Regions from separate parts of the Oryctolagus cuniculus genome. Here region 2 is linked to region 1. A link is a contact called in public Hi-C data. All regions are on one chromosome and are shown on one strand. The core of a region is the stretch at or near the end of the contact, and the rest is flanking DNA. Distances in the headings are between cores, read along the strand shown.

Evidence for each region. A called contact is a pair of places that touch in the nucleus more often than the background predicts.
Region 2: a contact with region 1 is called in a Hi-C map of psoas muscle, with 4 times the contacts expected there. The contact joins the promoter of PDE7A here to the enhancer-like site in region 1. A contact is called at or near these places in 3 of 6 Hi-C or Micro-C datasets (ear pinna, psoas muscle and an unstated tissue).

Annotation. Positions count from the first base shown.
Region 1 is chr6:91,460,566-91,464,212 of mOryCun1.1, forward strand. All of the region lies in intron 4 of PDE7A (phosphodiesterase 7A), which reads right to left. Among named protein-coding and RNA genes, the nearest start is that of PDE7A, 89 kb to the right of the region's middle. Within about 2 kb of position 1,561, at least 3 of the 8 cell types and tissues checked have an H3K27ac peak or open chromatin away from gene starts, as enhancers often do.
Region 2 is chr6:91,549,092-91,552,738 of mOryCun1.1, forward strand. It overlaps PDE7A (phosphodiesterase 7A), which reads right to left and starts at 1,914. Exons shown (of 14, transcript XM_008255575.4): 1 at 1,656-1,914. The coding sequence starts at 1,793.

The DNA of each region.
Region 1 (3,647 bases), core at 311-2,810:
AGAATATAGGTGGACTGTGTCCTAGTACATCTGGTGATGCTATAACAAAATACTGAGGCTAGGTAACTTATAAAGATTCGTTTGTTGTAGATCCTAAGGCTGGGAAGTCCAAGATTCAAAGACTGCTTCTAGTGAAGACCTCTTTGCTGTGTCAAGGCAGGAGGGCACGACAGGGTGTGAGTAAATTAGAAGGGGGGCCTAAACTCATACTTTACTAGGAACCCACTCCCAGCATGCCCTGCCCTGTGATAATGGCACTAACCCACCTGAGAAGTGAACATTCCGAGTCACACTAGGGCACTCTGGACAACTACTCCTGTAATTGTTTCTGATAAGGATTTTTCCTACTTTAGTGTTTGTTTTAGAGCAGAGCCCAACCTCTGAGGCTTTACCTCCCCCCCCCACCTTTAAAAAAAAAAAAAAAAAAGACCTATTCATTCATTTGAAAGGAAGAGCCACAGAGAGGCAGAGGCAGAGACAAAAAGAGAGAGAGAGAGAGAGAGAGACCGACCGACCAACCGACCGACCCTCCAGCCACTAGTCCACTCCCCAGATGGCCGCAACGGCCAGAGCTGAGCTGATCCCAAGCCACGAGCCAGAAAACTCCTCCGGGTCTCCCACACAGGTACAGGGGCCTAAGGACTTGGACCATCGTCTACTGCTTTCCCAGGCCATAGCAGAAAGCTGGATTGGAAGTGGAGCAGCCAGGACTTGATCCAGCACCCATATGGGATACTGGCACTGCAGGCAGTGGTCTCACCCACTACACCCTGGCGCCAGCCCCTCGCCCCTTTCTTTTAAAAGATTATATTTTTCCTGGTTCTTCCTGGGGATTAGGCATCTTCAGTCCTCGTTTCTACTCTACCTAGCTTTCAGAATAGGTGCAGGCTATGTGGGAAGCGTTAACTATAAGCAATCACTCTTAATACCTGGCACTCTGAATATTCCTCCATGAATTATTTTCTATAGTATATGTATATGGATAATTTTGCACATTGATAAATAAATATGTTTGATTTAATTTCTATTAGCCATGTGTTATTTTAAGGTATAAAATTACACTTTTTGCTGTTAATGTTTCTTTTTATTTTCCTTACAATCAATTCTATGATAAACATTCTTATGATTTAATTTTTGTACACAGGCTGATTCCTTTAGAATGAATCCTCAGAAGAACAAGTAGTAAGACCACATTTTAATGGAACCCAGCAAAATGCCAAACTGGAGAATACATTTTCTAAAAGAAAATTGGAGAGGTCTCCCGAACCGTCCTGGAGTAGTTTCCAGATATGATCTACGAGAAGGGAGCAGGAGCTCGAAATCAAGGACAAACACAGTGCAGTCACCTGGAGACGGCTGGAAAGCTGCAGTGTCCCAGGCTCACTCCCCACTCCCAGCCACCACGTATGCCCACGGCTTCCCTGTGGCAATGAGGGAAGTGAAATCCGTGCATGGAAGAAGCCTAAGGACTAATTCCTGGGGACAACAAAGAAGAATGAGGCGGGGAGGCAGCACCATGGCTTCCATGAGCCCAGCTGGACAGGGCCTGAGTGAAACAAGCAGAGACCACTCCGGCAAGAGAAGACCACGCTGAACGAACGAGCAGCACCACTGGGGAATCTATACGGGAAGACCCACGAGGAACCCAGAGCACGAAAGAGTGACTATGAGAATTCAACTAGCAATTTTCTTCAGACACGGACTGAAAAGCTCACCCTCTAGCCGGATCACACAAAGGCCGACCCCAGCACCGTTATTCTCACAAGCTCTTTCTGTCACAGATCAAACTTGTCTTTATTAAAGTTCCGCTTCCCTCAAACTCAGACTATTTATTCTAAGTCCCAGGCCTGTTCCAGTTTACATGGTTACCTACATTCCGATCCAGCTTAGAGAGCCAACAGGGCTCAGTGAATTAATCAAGTTACTATTAAAGAGCAGCTGGCTTTGCGGGTTCTCTTCTAAAATATCACATTACCTCACTCAGTGACCTGGACAGACTGATCGGCCTCCGCCAGAACGACATGAGCCCTGCTGCTTACCACCACGGGCATCACTTCCAGTCAGCATTCTCAGCTCGGGGCCAGAAAACAAAATGTGGGACAGCAGGCTTTTCCCTCTTTGGAGGAAGAATACAGGAAAGCCCTACGTTAAAGCAACAGAGGGCCGGGGAACCAACACATCCTGAGGATCGTTATTCCAAGCCCTCTCATAGTGTCTTACTTCACACCCAAATCACATGATAAAAATGTCACTGACATGTTATCAGTCAAAAGACATCTTTAGCAGAAAAGCTACTGGATCTCGAGACCTGACCACTCCTTAATCATCCACAAGAGGGAGCTCTCCAGTCACTGTATGTGTATTGTTAAACCAATAAAAATCACATAGATACATATAACCATGAATCACTCTGGGAGATTATTTTTTAAAATATATGTATTTTTGGGCCGGCGCCGTGGCTCACTAGGCTAATCCTCAGCCTTGCGGTGCCGGCACACCGGGTTCTAGTCCCGGTCGGGGCACCGGATTCTGTCCTGGTTGCCCCTCTTCCGGGCCAGCTCTCCCTGTGGCCAGGGAGTACAGTGGAGGATGGCCCAAGTGCTTGGGCCCTGCACCCCATGGGAGACCAGGAGAAGTACCTGGCTCCTGCCATCGGATCAGCGCGGTGTGCCGGCCGCAGCGCACCGGCCATGGCGGCCATTGGAGGGTGAACCAACGGCAAAGGAAGACCTTTCTCTCTGTCTCTCTCTCTCACTGTCCACTCTGCCTGTCAAAAAAATAAATAAATAAAATATGTATTTTTAAAACATTCAGTGCTATAAGGTTTTAACTCCGGTGTATGGAAAGCTCATATTGAATGGTGATGGAATAAAAAAAATCTGACAACATTCTCTATTTTTTAAAAATATTAATAACTAAAATTTTTATTTATTTATTTGAGAGGCAGAGAGAGCTCTATCTGAAAACTTTGTTCTCCAGATGCCTACAATGGCCCCATATTGGTGGCTAAAGCCAGCAACTGGGAACTCAATCCAGGTCTCCCAGTGGGTAGCAGGGACCCAACCAACCACTTGAGCCATCACCGCTGCCTCCCAGGGTGTGCATTAGGAGGAAGCTGGAGTCAAGAGCCGGAGCTCCTTGGCACTGAACCCAGGCATTCTGTTATGGGATCTGGGCATCTCAATCACAAGGCTAAACAATCTGTACCCCAACCGCCAACACTTGACGTTCTAATCTCTTTCTCTGAGTTTCTCTCGAATAGAACAGGAAGCAAGTCTAAAAGACTACTGTTGCGTAATTACACTTATCTTACATTTATGAGAAGTGTATATGTGGATAAAGGTCTTTAGTGGAGAAGTGGTGTGGACATGGAGAGCCAGGACAGCAGAGTGGACAGATAACAGCTTGGGAGTTAGACACATCTGATTTCAATTCCAGTTCTGTCACTTTTGCTAGTTTTGTTGTATCAAGTAAGTTAATTTTAGATCTCTGATCCAGGGCTGGTGCTGTGGCACAGAGGGTAAAAGCCGCTGCTCTACAGTGCCAGCATCCCATATGGGCGCCGATTCTAGTCCCAGTTGCTCTACTTCCTATCCAGCTCCTTGCTAATGTGCCTAGGAAAGCAGTGGAAGATGGCCTAAGTGCTT
Region 2 (3,647 bases), core at 664-3,163, 89 kb after region 1:
TTTAAGTGTTAGTAGAATGTGGTGCAACTCTACAATATTCACTTTATCTGCAACAAATTCCACTACCCATTTAAAACTAAAGCTAGGAAATGAGTCAAGGAGGTGTGGAGCTCAAAGCTGGTCTCTGTGGATTAATTAAACATCAGGTACAACCCCAGCATCAGCCTTGATTGAATTCCCTTGGAATATTCCTTCTCATTCATTAACTCTTCAGGGAGTACAAATATTTGTATTTTATTCTTTCATAAATCAGTGATTGACTTTATTATTAACAGAGATCTGGAAACAGAAAATTATCAAGGTCATGTTCCTGCTAATCTAAGGGAGTAAAGTGATACTCCCAAGTGAACAAAGTTACTTTCATTAAAAACCTCTCATTACTCCTGTCAAAAACCTTTGTCAGCAGTGCACTGGTATCACTTCAGTATTAATTCTGGAACATAAAAATGCATTAAGTAGTTCTAGAAAGGCAGATCACAGACCTACTCTTCAAAACCAATTCCAATGTATTCTTTAAAATGCTACTTACTATCAGCAATTCTTACAAGTCTGCTCTGATCTCATTAGCATGCCACTTAGGGCTGTGAAAGAAGTCAGATTTTGAATAAAGATTCAGAGAGAAGCCCAAATACAGGCTCTTGCTTTCTCTAGAAACAACTTAGGCTAACAAGCAAATGACAAATTTACTGGACAGGTTATTAGATGCAAAATCGATCAGCTCTGTCCACACTGTTAAAAAAAAAAAAAAAATCTTGTTCCAGATACTTACAATGTAACTGGAGAGGGAAAACAGACTTCCATGAAAGATATTTGGCTAACCAGTAGAAAAAATATATTTGAAAAAGTGATCATGAACACAGAACTTCTGGTAGCAGAAAATGGGGGACCCCAGTTCAGATGTAAACAAAATTCTATCTCCCTATTTTAAATCTGCCCATCAAAAGGAGCCACAACGTAGGAGGTGGCTAACAGCATCACTACAGAAAAATCAAATTCGGAGGAGCAACCGGTACTGGCCCATTCGAAACAATCTTCCTGCGAGTGTGAGCTCATCAGCCGTGTCTCTCACAAAAAAATCTCCCTGTTATACACAAAACTGATTTCCTAGTTGTCAACTTCGTGGACCTGTCCCTCTGACACCACGTAGGGACCGAGTCAGGGAGAGGACAGCAACGGGGCTGGCAGGCCTATTGTTCAGGGACCAGCCAAGCACCACGGGGCGCGCGGGAGCTGGGGGAGGAGAGGCGCGCACCCAGTACAGGTGTGCATGGGGGGAGTACAGGTGTGTCGGGGGTGAACAGGTGTGCTCGGTGGTCACAGCTGAGGAAGAAGAGCCCAATTCCAGAAGGAAAGAGAGGAACGACAGTCATTCCTGCGGTTCAAAGCGCTGGACATGGAGGGTGTCGGGCCCGAGGAGGGTCTCAAGGGCTCCCACCGAGGCGAGGGGCCGAGGCGGCGGGAGGACAGACAGTGGACAGCCGCGAGGATTCAAAGAAAAGGCTCAGGCATCGAGGGCCAGCCTCGAAATCCCCCCCAAACAATGGCCAAGGCTCGGCTGGGGTGAGCGGCGGGAATTGGAGGTGTCGCAGAGGTGAAGCCCGTTGGAAACAAAGGAGAGAAGCCCCCAAGCGCGGGCCCCGGGCGGTGGTGATTACCTGTGAGAGCTGCCGGGGATTGGGACAGCCGAAGAGCGCGGAGCTGGAGCTGAAGCTGATGGCTCCTCGGCGGCTGAGGACGTGCTGGGGGACCGGCCTGTCCAGGGGCAGCACCGGCAGCTGGTAACATACTTCCATTGAATACGCCCGCCCTGCCTCCGAGCGGCGCCCGCCCTGCCGCGGCCGCCGGCCCCGGCGCCGGCGCTGGGAGGGGGCCGCGGCTCGGGGTCGCCGGGCCCAGGCTGGGGCAGGGCGGGCGGCCGCCGACCCGGGCCCGGGAAGCCGCGCTCACGCCTCCCCCACCCCAGCCCTCCGCCCGGGCCGCCGGCGGGAAGGTGTTGCTGCTTCGGCGGCGGCGGGGGCGCCAGTTACCAGGACCGGCGCGCGCGCCCAGCTCCGGCCGAGGGGAAAACGGGGTGCAAGCCGGGGCTGCACAGGCAGAAGTCGGAGAGGGAACCCCGCCGCCCCAGGGCTCCTCGGCCGAAGAGGAGCGGGACCGGGACAGCAGAGCAAGAGCGGAGCAGGCACGGAGCACCGCGATGCAATTAAAGACGACTGGAGCCAGCGGCCAGACGCAGGGCGCGCGGGGCTCAGGACCAGCGACCAGCTCCGGCCGCCGCCGCCGCCGCCGGAGTCCTGCCCCTCCCCTCCTCCGGAGCCTGACTTCACTCCGCCGCCGGCGCGAGCCCGGCGTAATTCACACTTTGCAGCCGCGGACCCTGCGCCAACCACGGACGCCGCCAACGTGACGTCACGACGCCGCGCCGCAGGCCCAGCGCCCCGCGCCGCCGCCACTGCCGCCGCAGCGCCCAGGGAGAGGAGCTAGCGGCCGAGGGCGTGAGTGGCCGCCCTCCGGCTCCGCACCCTGGAGGGCCGTAGCGTTCCCCCCTCCGCCGCAGACGGCTCCCTCCTTCTCCACCCGCCTCCTCTGCAGCCCACCCCGCAGCTCCCTCCTGTGTCGCCCCGCAACCGAAGGCGCGTGCGCACGAGGCCCCACTGTTTGGGGGCATCCCCTTCAACGCTGAGCTCTTGTGTTGGAGCGTGCTGAGGGTGTGCAGCGGGATCTGCCCACGCGGGAGGCGCCCTTTGGGCCTGCAGACTCCAGAAACGCAAATCACGTGGCGCGTTCGCCGCACTCAGCCCTAACCGCGAGGTCACCGCTGGCTTTCACTCCCCGAATTCCCGATCTGGGGCTTCGCTCGGGACCGCTGCGGCAGTGACGTCAGCGGACCGCGCGGGCACCATCCTCCGCTCTACGTCACTGCCAGTCCCTCGGCGGGGCTGGACTCCCGCGTTCCCCTGGCAGGTGCAGCCCCAGGGCCTTCCCAGGCCGGAGGGGCAGCGAGGGAAGCTGTGAATTTAGAATTATGGTGGGGGGTTGCTAGTGGATGAGGGGGGGGACCCAAAACTGAGAAAGAAGTGAGTATGCAAAGGAAAAAAAAAAACCTATGAAACAGTGATACTGAGAAGACAAAGGAGAAGAGGCGGCTGCTGCATTTCTAGCCAGAAGTGGGTTTTTGTTTGTTCGCTTTTGATTTTTTAGAGAGGAGAAGGTGGAGAGCTCTTGACCTGTTTCGTAGGATATGTAATTTGCATATTCATTTTGTCACATTCCTCCCCAAAGGGTCAAAGCTTTTCAGCAGGAACTGATTCTTTGCAATGCTTTCCAGCCTCTGCTACTTCAGCTTTAACAAGTTCTCCCCCGCTGGCAAAATTGTTGATTTGGCTCATCTTCAGGGCACCCACTCTTCCACTTATTTGGGATGACTAGCCAGTGGCAGGCAAGGTGACAGGCCTTTATAAGTACTGCACGGCCTCTACCGATGATACCAGGGGCAAATGCATTTGATCTGGTAAATAAGCAAAAGTCTGCATCTTCCCATGGCGTTTCTGCTTTCTTCGCGAATGTTTCCTTGTCTGCTCTCTACTATTAAAATAAATACAAGTATAATTTCCACCGTGGGCTTGTAGATTTTGTCTTCACTGGATGGT